Regions from separate parts of the Zea mays genome. Here region 2 is linked to region 1. The links are chromatin contacts, called in public Hi-C maps. All regions are on one chromosome and are shown on one strand. The core of a region is the stretch at or near the end of the contact, and the rest is flanking DNA. Distances in the headings are between cores, read along the strand shown. Region 1 holds the start of LOC100279939. Region 2 holds the start of LOC103650763.

Region 1 (2,700 bases), core at 70-2,569:
AATATGTTTGACTGATGACCATTCATGGGAGTTTGACTTACTGCTTTGTTTTCCTTGCTCTTGGTTTTATTTTGGGTCAGGCAACCAAACATACTCTATCCTTTAATCTGATTTCTCCATCTGCCCTATGTTTTCCCATGTATGGTCAAATGAGGTGTTTATTCATACAAATCTGAGGCAATTTATTGTATTTACTCTCATGGGTTGATCAAGTGATTGTAATTGATAATAATTTCTGAGGCAATTTATGTGATCTATATAATAATTTCTGCGGAAAACTATACACTGACTGTTTATGGAGTTGTTGACTTCCCTGTTTATGTCCAACCAGTGATGATAACCAGTGACTGTTTATGGTGTTTACACTGACTGTTTATATTGAACACTGACTGTTGATCAAGGGGACACAGTCAGTTTCTGGTATAATTTCTGGTATAGTGATGTTTATGGAGCTTGGTTCTTCTGTTCAAAGTGCTTCTGTGCAAAGTGAACCTAGTTTCTGTGCAAAGTGCTTCTTCTGTTCATCTTGAAGGACCAAGTGTTCAGTTCATCTTGAAAGTCCTGAGCTTGGTTCTTATTTCTGTGCAAAGTGTGTTGGTTCCTGTTCTTATGTTCAGTTCCTGTTTGTTCTTACTGTTCAGTTGTGCAAAGTGGATTCTGACTGTTCAGTTGTGCTCTCCCAGTTTATTCTGTGCAAAGTGTGTGGTGTTCCTGTTTGTTCTGTGCAAAGTGTGTGGTGGTTCAGTTGTGCTCTCCCAGTTTCAGGAGGTGTTCTGTTCATCTTGAAGGACCAAGTGTTCTGTGTGTAATCTGTGCAATCTGTGATAATTTCTGTTGTAATTTTAGTTCAAATCTGTGTAATCTGTGCAATCTGTGATAATTTCTGTTGTAATCTGTGCAATCTGTGATAATTTCTGTTGTAATCTGTGCAATCTGTGATAATTTCTGTTGTAATCTGTGCAATCTGTGATAATTTCTGTGTGTAATCTGTGATTATATTTTTAGTTCAAATCTATTGTAATTTGTGCAATCTGTGATAATTTCTGTGTGTAATCTGTGATTATATTTTTAGTTCAAATCTATTGTAATTTGTGTAGTAGCGTTTAAAATTTTAAAATTTGGCGGGAGCTTCATTGTACAGAAGAAAACTGTCGACAACCCACCTAATTGAGCCAAGCTAAAAAAAAGGGAACCAAACAATGTATAATATGAGCCTGGTTTATTTGGACCAGGCAACCAAACAGTCTTTGTTGGCTCGGTACATCCGGGCTCTTCTGAGCCTGGTCCTCTTACTGGACCAGGCTCAGGCTGGGCCAGACAACCAAACACATCCTACGTCTCCTCATTCACATTCATCCTGTCGGACTGTAGCGCGCACGCCCCGGCCGGATCAGAGAGATGGGCACCGTCGGCGGCGGCGAGCTTCCCGTCGCCGCCCCGGCCGCCGCCGACGCAGACCGGGCGCGGCTGCAGCAGCTGGGGTACAAGCAGGAGCTCAAGCGCGGCCTCTCGTACGTGCGCGCTGCCGGTGCAACGCTCCTCCTCCAGTCTCAGCTCGTTCGTTCGTTCGTTATTTCTTTGCCGCGCCGCCGCTAGCTGCCTCTGCTGATCGAGCTCCTACCCTCTACCTATATATATGTGTATATTTCTAGCGTTGTTTCCAACTTCGCCTTCTCCTTCGCCATCATCTCCGTGCTGACGGGCGTGACGACGACCTACAACACCGGGCTGCGCTACGGCGGGCCGGCGTCCATGACGCTGGGCTGGCTCGTCGTGGCGACCTTCAACGGCTGCGTGGCGCTGTCCATGGCGGAGATCTGCTCCGCCTACCCGACCTCCGGCGGCCTCTACTACTGGAGCGCCAAGCTCGCCGGCAACGAATGGGCTCCACTTGCCTCCTGGGTCACCGGATGGTATGGTACCTTCTTCCTCCTCTTCGCAAACATATATATTTTTTATAGTAATCAAATAGTACTATAGACTACTACAACTTTAGCTCCCTCCGCAATCTCGCGCCAGATAACAACAGACCGTAAGATTCGATTCGTTTCAATAATAATAATAATAATAATAAAACAGCAGCAGATTATCAGATTCAGAAATATCTATCTTTTGAAACTAAAGCGTCTTGTTTAATTCTGTTGTTTTCACCATGATGCCATGGATGACGACATGGCGCGTCTTCCCAATCATGTTTCCAGTAGTCTAATCAAGTTTATCTTCTATACTGTTCTGCAGGTTCAACATCGTGGGGCAGGTATACACAACATTCTCCCTCCAACTTCACAGGATCCAAGAATCTTCTTCTTTCTTTGTTTCCTCCTTTTTCTTTTCTTTTCTTTTTTCTTTTTGCAAAAAGAGGATCAATAACCTTCATCTGCAGATGCAGCTGCAGTGCAGTCATAAGCGTACTAGTGTCATGTCATCTCATCAGGACTCTGATTGATCAAATCGCCGTACGTGCACCCGCAGTGGGCGTGCACCACGAGCGTGGACTTCTCGCTGGCGCAGCTGATCCAGGTGATCATCCTGCTGAGCACCGGTGGGGCCAACGGCGGCGGCTACCTCGCCTCCAAGTACGTCGTGCTTGCCATCTACACCGCCATCCTCGTCGTGCACGGCCTCATCAACAGCCTGCACATCCAGTGGCTCTCCTGGTTCGGACAGCTCGGAGCCTTGTGGAACGTCGCGGGCGTGTTC
Region 2 (3,139 bases), core at 77-2,576, 250 kb after region 1:
AAACCATGACAGCTAGATGTAGTTAGGATGTTTTGGTCTTTTTAATTCATTGTGATTTAAATATAATTTATGATATGGTCCAATATGAGACTTCTGTTTTGTATAAGACTTATTGTAAAAAATACCCCCTCTTTTTTTATATTTGTAGCATTTTAGTTAAAAACAAACTAGCGGGCGACAAATATTTAAAAACGAAGGGAGTACTATCTCTTCAAACAATCTTATGGATTCTAAAACTGTGGTATTGAATACTTGGTTATGACATTGCACTCAAAATAGTGTGTGGTATTGAATACTTGGTTATGACATTGCACTCTAAATAGTGTGGTATAAAAAACCATGCTTCCAATTACACCTTATTGTAGTGCACTAGTTGTATGTACATAGAATGAATGAAAAGAGTAAAAGAGAACAAGAAAATTGATCGGAGTCAGAATAGTTAATAGAGAACACAAGAAGCATTAGGATATGTACAACCTTGAGACCTTGGATCGGTTTTTAAAATATAAGGGTCTGTTTGGGAGGGCTTTACTTTAAAAACTTTGGATCATTCTAGCTTCTGTCACTAAACAGGTCTAGCTTCACGAGCTCTAGCTCTGAGAAAAAATGAAACTAGAGGCCACCTTCATGGAATTCATGAAGTTCCTCAGATAGTGCTTCACAAACACTGTTTTCATACCTCTTTATAAAGTTGAAATTACCCACCACATCACTGGTTAAACAACACAACGCTTCGCTTCGATCTCTCGTGACATCCACTAATCATCAAGGGTAATAAAGAAAACTCACACATATCGATTGTATTACAGAAGTTGGAGTCTATGTGCAAACCAAACACTCATTGAACCCACTTTAACAAATTTATTAGAGTTGTTTTATGGTGAAGCCGAAAAACCAAAGCAAAATTTTTTAAAGTGAAACTCTCCTAAACAGGCCCTAAGAGACAATTAACCGTTTGGTTCACATATTGGTAATATAATGGGTAACCCATAAAGTTAAATCATGTTTGTTTAAGTCCAACCGTAATCGATATCATACTACAAATGGATATCGCCTTATTCAAATTTATTACCACCGGTATTCGAGCGTGAATCGTTAACATTAACATTTACATTACATTTGGTGAACTAAACAGCACCTAAGAGACCGTAAGATACAATGTTAAGCCATTGGATCATAAATATAATTGAAAGATAATATGCATAGAGAATCGTGTAGAGACAAGTTTTTATTGTATTTTTTATTTAAAACTATAAAGAAATTATAAGATACCCGATAATTATTAATAGGTTGTACATGCCCTAAATGTAAAAATTCCAACAAGTATATTTGGCCAACTGTTCACGGTTCTTCACCAGTTGCGTTCGTCGTTCCCGTTCTCCTCCTCGTATCCCCTGGTCCGTACGTCGTGGCCACCGGCGCCGCCTAGCTCGCACCGCCGACAGCGTCTCAGACTAGATCGCGCCTCCCCCTCCCAAATCGGGTTCCAGTCGGGCTCCCGCAACCGCCGCCGTCTACACCAGGTGCCGAGGCCGATCTTTTCGTCGGCAAAGATCGCCGAGCAGGTATTCCCACCCCTTTCTCTTCCCTGTTTGCTGTGCGAAACCGAGTTCGCAAACTACCTCAAGCTATTTGGCTATTCGATGCCTAGTAAGTTCTAACTTTTGCGAAAATTATTGGGTGTACATGTGTACACCCATGTCCCTCTACTAGATCTGCCCCTGGCCGTCGCCCTACACCAGGTGCCGATATCTTCGCCAGCGAAGAGCGCCCAGCAGGTATTCTCACCCCTTCTCTTCCCTACCTGATGTGCGAAACCGAGTTCCCAAACTACCTCAAGCTATTTGGCCATTCGATGCCTAGTAACTTTTAACTTCTCTCGAAAGTTATTGTGTACATGTGGACACCCATGTCTTTCTATTAGATCCGACCCCCGGTTTGGGGTTGCTCTGAGAAAAAATCTAGCAGCCAGCAAGATGCAACATAAGAATGGTTTCAGGGCTGCATATAACATTAGGAAGCCCTAAATTACGTAATAGTAGCTGAGTGTGGATGTCAATTAGCAGAATTAGTGAAAAACTAGGCACAATTGTAGGCTGAAAATTCTAAGAACCCCTTTTACTAAAATTCATGCTACTAAACAGAAATGGAGCAGTTTCTATCACATTTTTCCTGTATGATCCCTACCTCTCTTGTGTTACTAGGGGTAACTCTGAATACACAATGATCATGTAGTATATACTTCTATTGAGCCATTTTCTAAATTAGAAATGCCAGTGTGTTGACCATTCCTCACCTGAGTTTGATATGTGTCTTTCTATTCCTAATTTGAATTCATGCTTCTATTCATGAATGATAATAAGTACTTATTTGGATCAGTACTTGTAGTAATAACATATATCTGTCTTCCTAGTTTCACCATGATTTGTTGATCCACCGGAGGTACATTTGGATTGAGCACTAGAACAGGCCAGTTGTTAGTAGCATAAAGTTAGTTATTTGTTTGGTTCTCTCTGAACTAGCAATTAGCTGTCAGTTTGCAAACTTTCGTGGTGGATATGCAGAGGGACTTTTGACTTTGTTTATTTAAGACATAAAGTAACATATGTTGTAGCTTTTAACTTATTTCTACCCCCCTGTACTAACCTAGCAAAAAAGGATATATTTTTCCAATGCTACCACATTCTGTCTATGAACTATTTGATAAATGCACACAATCTGCTAAAAGAAACCGAATGTCACGGCTGCTTTGCTTATATATGCCTATGTAAAGCAATTAAGTTGTATAATTCTACTGAGGCTAGTTTCACGAATGCAGCAGTATGTTACTAAATGCATCCATCTATATCTATATTTCACGACACTACAATTATGATCACCACTGTATGGAAAACAGCAGGGTTGGTCAATGCCTCACGGAGCTGCTTGCACAACTTGCATCCTTCTATATTTCATGCAGCGTTGGTCATAATTGTTAAGAGTTATGGAATTTTGATGGATGCATTTAGTTTTATAGTGCTGCATTGGCATATTAGAATGGATTCAGTTTATTTTTGCAGATTGCATGCATTAATCAAGTAGTTCATAGTTAGAAGGTGGCAGTATTGGGAAAACAATTTTTTGCTAGGTTAGTAGACAA

The links. A called contact is a pair of places that touch in the nucleus more often than the background predicts.
Region 2: a contact with region 1 is called in a Hi-C map of leaf, with 2.5 times the contacts expected there. The contact joins the promoter of LOC103650763 here to the promoter of LOC100279939 in region 1. A contact is called at or near these places in 10 of 25 Hi-C or Micro-C datasets (bundle sheath, ear, leaf and 3 more).

Annotation. Positions count from the first base shown.
Region 1 is chr3:153,478,280-153,480,979 of Zm-B73-REFERENCE-NAM-5.0, forward strand. It overlaps LOC100279939, which reads left to right and starts at 1,320. Exons shown (of 6, transcript NM_001320481.1): 1 at 1,320-1,511; 2 at 1,653-1,913; 3 at 2,239-2,257; 4 at 2,473-2,700. The coding sequence starts at 1,399.
Region 2 is chr3:153,731,910-153,735,048 of Zm-B73-REFERENCE-NAM-5.0, forward strand. It overlaps LOC103650763, which reads left to right and starts at 1,327. Exons shown (of 17, transcript XM_008676336.4): 1 at 1,327-1,565; 2 at 1,714-1,778.